Regions from separate parts of the Mus musculus genome. Here all the other regions are linked to region 3. Evidence: chromatin contacts called from public Hi-C and promoter capture Hi-C data. All regions are on one chromosome and are shown on one strand. Each heading gives the region's core, a stretch centred on a gene start, on an enhancer-like site or on the middle of the called end of the contact. The rest is flanking DNA. Distances are from core to core; before and after follow the strand shown.

Evidence for each region. Promoter capture Hi-C pulls out the DNA fragments that hold promoters and counts their contacts. A called contact is a pair of places that touch in the nucleus more often than the background predicts.
Region 1: a promoter capture Hi-C map of stem cell-derived epiblast-like cells shows a contact between it and region 3, with 3 times the contacts expected there. The contact joins the promoter of Spaca7 here to the promoter of Atp11a in region 3. A contact is called at or near these places in 7 of 39 promoter capture datasets (cranial neural crest, embryonic stem cells, hippocampal neurons and 3 more) and 1 of 115 datasets of contacts at active chromatin or transcription factors (pancreatic cancer cells).
Region 2: a contact with region 3 is called in a Hi-C map of rod photoreceptor, with 1.6 times the contacts expected there. The contact joins the enhancer-like site here to the promoter of Atp11a in region 3. A contact is called at or near these places in 1 of 484 Hi-C or Micro-C datasets (rod photoreceptor), 1 of 115 datasets of contacts at active chromatin or transcription factors (embryonic stem cells) and 2 of 9 other capture datasets (adipose tissue and pancreatic islet).

Annotation. Positions count from the first base shown.
Region 1 is chr8:12,571,645-12,574,344 of GRCm38.p6, forward strand. It overlaps Spaca7 (sperm acrosome associated 7), which reads left to right and starts at 1,392. Exons shown (of 7, transcript NM_024279.3): 1 at 1,392-1,555. The coding sequence starts at 1,462.
Region 2 is chr8:12,955,846-12,958,679 of GRCm38.p6, forward strand. All of the region lies in intron 1 of Mcf2l (mcf.2 transforming sequence-like), which reads left to right. Among named protein-coding and RNA genes, the nearest start is that of Gm38671, 9.3 kb to the left of the region's middle. Within about 2 kb of position 1,331, at least 33 of the 459 cell types and tissues checked have an H3K27ac peak or open chromatin away from gene starts, as enhancers often do. A contact at or near this core is called in rod photoreceptor, where this site is marked.
Region 3 is chr8:12,755,672-12,758,424 of GRCm38.p6, forward strand. Atp11a (ATPase, class VI, type 11A) reads left to right here and starts at 1,345. Exons shown (of 30, transcript NM_001293667.1): 1 at 1,345-1,681. The coding sequence starts at 1,643. It overlaps Gm33587 (a long non-coding RNA gene), which reads right to left and starts at 1,225. Exons shown (of 3, transcript XR_378725.3): 1 at 1,016-1,225.

The DNA.
Region 1 (2,700 bases), core at 142-2,641, 180 kb before region 3:
TCTATACATATAATTTTTTTTAAAAAGTCATGAACCAGGCATGGCGGCCCACACCTGTGACCCCAGCATCTGGGAGACAGAGGCAGGAGGATCAGTAGTTCAAAGTCATTCTTGGCTACATACCAAGTTCAAGGTCAGCATTGGTACATGAGCCCCTACCTCTAAATGCTTTTATTTTAATTATAAGGTTATTTTTAAAAATATATTATTTGCCTCTTTCTCCTGGAACCATCTCAGAAGATGCAGGGACTGGGGCTGGATGCCAGGGACTTGTGGTTCTCTCTTCACTGAGGGTACAGCACAGGGAGTGTCCACATGCCCCAAGCCAGACATCTGTCAAAATCTGTGTTCAATGAAATAGGTATCAAAAGATCAATTTTCTGACTTCCCTCCTGATCGAAACACTTCTTAAAGATATCCACGCAAAGGGGAGGATATGTGAAATTCTTGCTAAAGGGCAGCAAAGACCCGAGGAAAATTTAGAGGACCATTCTTGAGATCTGAATCCCCCAAAAGCAACTGGTAACCCTGACTGCCATCTCCCCATGAACTCGGTGCCTCTGCAAGCAGGCAGTAAGAGCTCTGTGGCCTGAACAGCTCACACACCCTCTCTGTGCAGCTCCCTTGAGTCTGGCTGAGCCTATGGCTTGTCTGGCCAGTGGATTTGCAAGGATGAGACAGGAAGGACCTGTCTCCTCAGCACTCAGCAGTGACCAAGCTCAGTTCACCCCTGCAGAGCTAACTCACAGTTACACATTAGTTGCTTTAGGGGACCAGGTTTTGGGATGACCATACAGACTGACTTCTGGAGTGAACTGAGCCAGATTTTTTAAGCTTCTTCTGAGCCATCCCAGATCCCAAGTTCTCATGACCAACATAGAGGGATCCACTCCTACACCAGGATCTGACATCTGACTTCCTAGTTATAGGGGTAGCAAGTCACAGCTGCCCCACTGACCAGGCTTGTCCTCTGGCCATGTCTGTCTTTGTCTCTGGTCATTCAACTGAGTCACAGCTTGGAGAAATGTGGCCATATGCCTGGATCCTATTCAGACCCTCGGTTAAGTATTAAGCTGGTGTCATGGTCACGTGGTCAGAATTCCCAACAGTTAAGTCACGATATGTGTTAAGTCCCTGGGGCTCTGTGTTTTTATAGATGCTGGAAGAGCTAGAATACTCTTCTTGCTCTCTGAGGCTGACATCTACCAAGAAAGCCTCACACACCATCAGCTCCCCACAGTGCCTCACAGAGAAACAAACCCCATACCTGGCAGGACCCCAGTTCACTTCTTAACCATGTTCTCACAGGGTTAACATACACTCTAATGGGGAAGGAACCCAGGTCAGTGCCCTGTGGTGATGTCACAGGTCCCCCACATTCCACGTATCCAGGAGTCCAAGGCTGGGGAAGCTGAAGACCTACCTTCCAGGGAAGGGCCTCCTCCTGTAACTGGAGGGACCATGGCAGCGAATAGAGGATCGAGGACCTTCTTATCTGTCTTCCTGCTGTGCTGCTGGCAAGGCGCTGAGCTGCAGCCGATCAAGACAACTTCAGGTAGGTTCGGTGGACAGAAACCTCCAGCCTGGAAGCCGTAGAGGAAGCACTCTTCTTTGTGTTTCCTTCGCTGGAACTTGGGGAGTGGCGAGAAGGGAAAGTCCATCTTTGAATGCCTCTCACACAGGAATGCCAGGGAGCGGCTTTATACACCGCGCACATAAGTTTTCTATTAACTTAATGGGAATGTTCTAACTCGTTCCAAGGTAGAGGAATAGTGTCACAAACCTCCATTTGTCCCTCTTCCGTTTTTATGACTGCATGTTTCCCAACTTGTTTTGATGCCTACAAATGTGTGCATGCACCACACACATACATATAAAGACACACACATATAGACAGGTACAAATACACACATTGATACATGCTCAAGCACATACATATCCTTTTGTGTAACATTTAGCACTGTCCCAACGTTTCGCTACTCTCTGTGAAGTGGATAAAGCATATTTTTATATGCCTGTTCTTCTTACACTAACAGCATTAACACTAATCCTTTATTGCTTTTAACACCAATGAAAGATACAGTGTTCTTGATGCTTGTTAATGATGGCCAGGTAGCCAGATATGCTTGTGTACATCTCTAATGCCAGCACTGGGAGGCAGAGGTAGAGGCAGGTAGATCTCTGTAAGTTGGAGGCCAGCTGGGGCTACATTAATCAGAGAAACCCAAATTCAGGACACAATCTAGATTCATGGTCAATGAGAGAGAGACAGAGACAGAGACAGACAGAGATACAGAGGGAGACAGACAGAGAGAGAGTGAGAGAGAGAGAGGAAGGAGGAGGAGGAGAAGGAGAAGGAGATGGAGAAGAAGAAGAAGAAGGAGGAGGAGGAGGAGGAGGAGGAGGAGGAGGAGGAGGAGGAGGAGGAGGAGGAAAGGGAGAAGGAGAAAGAGAAGAGAAGGAGGAGAAGGAGAAGGAGGAGGAGGAGAAGGAGAAGAAGGAGAAGAAGGAGAAGAAGGAGAAGAAGGAGAAGAAGGAGAAGAAGGAGAAGGAGCTTACCTCTAGGTTATAGCAGAGGTTGTTGGGGGAATTGGAAATGGGAGTGGGAATCTCAGCCAAATATTACAGTTCCCCATTAAATCCTTATTTACAGTCAGAGATCAGCAATGTGATGTCTCTCCTGACTATAAATCCTATCTC
Region 2 (2,834 bases), core at 81-2,580, 200 kb after region 3:
AGGGGACCGAGACCTTTGGGAGACAGAGGCCCATCCTGCATGTGCAGTACAGTTGTGTGGCCCCCAGGGCAAGTCTATCCAACAATACTTCCTGTATTCAAAGACCGTTTAAGCAAAATATTGAGAAAGCTGTTAAAATTATCAGAACGGTCTTTCTGATCTTCACACCCCTCAACTGACGCCACTCTTCCATTTCTGCCTAAGTCACTCTTTGGCATTGTCTCAGTTAGGGTTTTTGTTGCTGTGATGAAGCAACTCAAGGAGGAAAGGGTTTATTCCACTTCCCCCTTCTTAGACCATCACCAGGGCAGGCAGGATCCTGGAGGCAGGAGCTGATGCAGAGGCCACGGAAGAGTGCTGTTAACTGGCTTTCTGCTCATGGCTTGCTCAGCCTGCTTTTTTATAGAGCTCAGACCCACCAGGCCAGGGTGGCCACACCTACAGGCTAGAATCATCCTCCAAAATGACCCTAGCTTGTGTGAGGTTGACATAAAATTAGCCAGGACAAATATGTGTGCCACAGTAAACCTGGGGCGTATGTGACCAAGGCACATCCTCTCTTTGTGGCAGCTCTAACCGTGCTCCCATCTGTCTGTAAACTTGAGTCGCCCTGAGCTACAGGCATGAGCAGCACTGTGGGTGTCATCCTCCCAAGGATATAGATGCAGACCCAGAAACCACCTGGGAGAGACCAGCAGAGTAGGCAGTGCTCCAAGGGGCCTGGAGAGCTGGGTGGTCCTGGACATGGACCAGGGCAGAAGCAGGTGTTCCTATCAGTAATGGTTAAATGTCCACCATCCACCAGATGTGCAGGTCACTCTGAAGGGAGAGACCTTGCTTGTCCTGACATTTTAGAGATTGCCTCTCAGAGTCAAGCAATCTACCAAGGTCACTTAGCACCTGCTGGCCAAACCCAGAGCCCATACCAGAACGCTTGGCTCCTCTTGGTCAGGTCAGCAGCCAGCCTCGCAGTCAGTGTCAGGAAATCAGGGTCCCAAAGTGAGGCTTGGCCCAGAATGCAACCTCACGATAACGTGATTCCTGAGGATGTTAGGCACAAACAAGCTTTTCACTGTGCTTTGTATGAGAACAACGTGCAGACTGTGTTGGGCTGAAAGACTGGACTCCTCTGCGGACACATCCCACCTGTCTGCCCTTCCTGGTTTCCTCAGCCATGGCCTCAAGTGAAGCCTCACACTCCAGCCCCCATGCCCCATCCCCCACATCCTGTATCCTAGGCCCCACGTGCCATGCCCTCCGCCCATACCCTCTACCCTATCCCTGCACCCCATCCCCGTCTGTCTTTGCAGCTGCAGTTCACAGCTTGGAGACAGCTGCCCTGGTTATTAGACATCTGCCTTTCTGCCTGAGGTAAAGAGCTGATCAAAGATACAAACCTCACAGAATAGCCACATACTTCCTTTGCAGATTGTAAAGCTATTTCTCCATCTGTTGACTCAAAGACAAAGGGTTCATGGGAGAATCAGCTGTTCGGGTAGCTAAACTGTGGATGTTGCCCCTGAACGGGTCATGGAGAGGCACCAAGATGCTGCTTCGCTCCAAGGGCCTCTTGTCCAGCCCTCTCTGCACCAGAAACTGACACCTTTAGCTTTTACTTCTAAACCCTGCAGTTGGGTCTTCACCTCGAAGCCTCGAGCCAGCCAGCTTCTCTGTCTATCCTTTGTTGACATTGACCCTGCAGTCACATGGGCATCACCATGTGACTTCAGGCAAGCTGTCTTACTCGTTCAAGGCATAGGCTTGCCTCCTCCTAAGTGGCCCTAATGATTAAATTCATTAGTAACAAGAAAGCACTCGCTGCTGTTGCTACTTCAATGAACAGTTTCCTCTGTGAGCCAAATGAAGTGTAATTTAATTGCTCGGGACCCTGCAGCTCCGACCTCCCCACAGTTCTCTTGTGTTTCTCACTGTGGGAATGAGCCTCTGCAGACTTCAGTAAACACTGGTGGATGAGAGATCCTGGTAGATGAGAAAGGGGTGGCTCTATACTTGGGTGGGTAGGTAGTGGTAGCTAGGGGAGCTGTCTGCTTCCTGCCGGTGAGGGCTGTCCTGAACAGCACTGGCCCCCAACACTGTGACACTTTAGGTAGCTTTTAGGTACCCCAATTCTGAGGCCAGAGAGTTTGGGATGGGAAATGTTGTCACCCAAAGACTTCTCAGGCTTCTGAGGCCTCTCCAGTTATGACTGCCATGGGATGGGACTGGTGTGGGATGGTTCTGCATGGGATGTTTATCTTCCCTGAGCATGGCAAAGAGTTCTGTGGGACAGGCAGAGGTGACACTCTATGAACCTGACCCTAGAGATGTCACAGTGGAGAGCTGGCAGCAGAGGTCAGGTGCTGCAAACGCTCATGTAGCAAGGCCGTTGCTGGTCATAGCTGCTGGCTCCATCCAGCTGTGCGGTCCACTTGAGAATGAACAATGTCTCCTATGAGAACTAAGCAGAGAGCCCAGCAAACTTCCTGGGAACTGTGTTCCTTTAAGGAGTGGTTGCAAGCTTGGAAACCACCGTGCGTAGTGACACCCACACTCCAGGGTGTGAATGCTTGGGCAGGTGTTTGCCTGTACACCATTACAGCCCTTGGGAAGGTGAGAGTTTAACTCCTGACCTTCCACCACAGGGTCCCACCTAGTGGAAATGGCCTATATATTCATTCGGAGAAGGTGGATTCCCCACCTTCAACTGATGCTCTTCTAAGTGGTTCCCACACACTGACGTGAAAACCGTAGGCTGGTATTGCACATATCTGGAAGAGGCGGGCCGGGGAGGACACCCTAGGTGCTGTAATTACATACATGTCTTCCTCTGTGCC
Region 3 (2,753 bases), core at 95-2,594:
GGTCTCAAAAATCCAAACAAGAAAAAAGAAAGGAAGGAAGGAAATGAAACATTCCTCCAAGTAGAACATTCTCTAAGGATAGATAGGAAGGCTTTATCCTGAGGCACATCTGTGCCAGGAATACCCACTGCAATTGTAATTGGCCAATAGCCTACAATTTGGCCCAGCAGTCATGGTAGGAAAGAGATAGAGCATCAGAGACACATGAACAGCCCAGTCAGGCCCACTGAGGCCAGCAGCTAGTCCCTAGACATAGAGGCCTGCTGTCCTCAAGAGTCCACACCACAGCTAGGAGTACCAATGAGCGCTGACTGCCAACTCCACCAGGCTCACAGCAAGTCCAGGAAGCCCGGAGAGAAAACCCTTTGCCCTGAGGCTGGCTGGGTGTCTGTAGCTGGTGCTCCGTGGTGAGCACTGGTGTAGAACTTAGGTAGAAAACAGGGTAGAAGGCGGTGGTGGCTCAGGAGATCAGTTTAGTCACTGGCACCATTGCCACCAGTGTCTAATCCAAACCATAGCAAAGTCAGATCTCCTCCACACCCTGTCAGAACGCTCTCAAATACATTCCTAATCCTCAGGTCTGGTGCTCCTGATCGGCCACTGCAGATCCCTCGTCTCTGGTTCTACCGTTATCAGAAGCAAAAGCAAGGGATGTGGAACCAGTAAACATTAGCTAGATTACGGCTGGGCTGGAGGTAAGGAAGGTTGTTCAGCCATGTGCCACTTCACACCTAGGCAGCAAAGAACCACCTTCCCTGGGTGCTAGCCATGGTGATACAGTTGTAAGGTAGAAGCAGGAAGCATTTGACAGGGGGCTGGACCACAAGGTAAAACCCAGGACTGTGGAGGGTCTTCCCTGAGGCCTGGTTTCTGGAAGGCAGGACAGAGACTGGGCCCCAGGAGTAGGTAGAGGTAGAGAGTAGTGAGTCATGAGAGCTGGATCAGGACGTGTTTGGTTTGGTCTCCAAGGGAGTCAGTCCCAAAAGGGGTGGTAATGTTCGCTCCCTGTAGCCACCTGAGGATCCTGTGTCTTCTGTCCACGCCACGGCAGGAGGTGTGACCCCCCCCCCCCCCCCGCAGGCCTAGGGACCCAGGCCCATGGCACTCGCCATGGAGTCCTGGGCTCACAGCCAGGCTTCCGTTTTAGAAGAGGAGTGAACGGGGCGGGGGTGGAGAAGGGGTGGATCAGCACCCGACGAGCCACGCGGGGGCGATGACAGCCCCCCCCGCCCCCCCTCCCCCAGTCCCGCAGGGAGGCGGAAGCAACAGGGCGGCGGCGACGCGCTAGGGAGTCGCGGCGCGCGCGGGGCCGGGGCGGGGGCTGCGGCGCGCGCATGCTCACACGCGCCCGTGACGCGCGGGGCGCAGCGGGGCAGAGCCGGCTCCAGAGGCGCGGCGGCCGCGGGAGGAGCAGGCGCGGAGCATCGAGCGCAGGCCGCGTCGGCCCGACGGGAGTAGCGCCGGGCGCAGGCCGCCTCCTCCGAGCCGCCTGCGCGCGGGCCGAGACCCTTGGCCGCCGCCGGCGGGGCATGAGCGCGGAGGGGCCGCGGCCGCCCCCCGCGCCGCCCAGGCCGTGACCGGGCGGGGGGCGGCTGCGCTAGCGCCCGCAGCCCAGGGGCTCGCGGAGCCGGGAGCGATAACCATGGACTGCAGTCTATTGAGGACGCTCGTGCGCAGATACGTGAGTGGCTCTCTGTGATGGGTCCGGGGTCCGGGGTCCGGGTCTGGGTCAGGGTTCAGGCCCGGAACGTCCCGCCGTCGGGTCCCCGCCGCGCTCCACCTGCGCTCGGCCAGGCCCACCCGGAAGGCAGTTGCAGCCGGGTCGATCCCGGGGTCGAGGGACATCCATCCTTATGGGGGTTGCGCTCAGCCCCAGCGGGGCGGGCCGACGCGGGGACCGGGACCGGCTGGGACATATGTACGGGGCTGCGGGGAAGCGGGGAGCCTCCACAGGGGAGTCAGAAGTGAAGTTTGCCATCTCTGAAAGTAGTCAGCCAGGTCCGAGTGCGTAGTTCCCGGCTCCCTTGGATGCTGCTGCGCGGTTAGTGACGGAGTGCCTCACCAGGGGAGACCAGGGAGGTAGGTGGCATCCATCAGCCGGGATGGAGCAAAGTGGGTGTGTGTACAGAAAAGAGAGAATCTGCCCCGGGACAGCTTGTCTTCCCTAAGCTGGACACAAGGACCTATTGTACGGCAGCTGGCGCGGGGTGGTCACAGGTTTGAGGAGCGCGTGCCTTGCCCAGTGCGGGCTGGGTACGGAGGGGACCAGAGCCGGCTCTCTCTAGCTTCTCTGAGTGACACTTGTCCTTGGATGTGGGTTTTTCTGAAGGGGAATTTACCCGGGTTTTTCTTCTTGCTTTTCTGGTTAATTTCCATCCAATTTTGGCCTTCCAGTAAGCAAAGAATGAGACTAGGAAACTGCAGCCCTCCCCACCCCACCCCACCCCACCCCACCCCCGTGGGAAGCGAAAGGAGGAGGGGTGGTCTTCTTGGTCCCTGTAGACAGTCACCTGCCAGCTTCCCAGGGCCACAGGACGAATTTTCCGTCCCTGGTGCTGTCTTTTACTTCCACAGTGCCCTTAGGCAAGCCTTCAGCTATTTTATATTTCCTTATCTAGGTAAAATTTCAAGTTAGTTTCTTTTTGCTGTGCTATTCTACTTTCGAAGTGGTATTTTCTCTCAAATCTAGGCTGCAGATATTCCTTAACGAACTTTGCCACTCTTAATTATTTGATAATGCATCTGGAATGTAA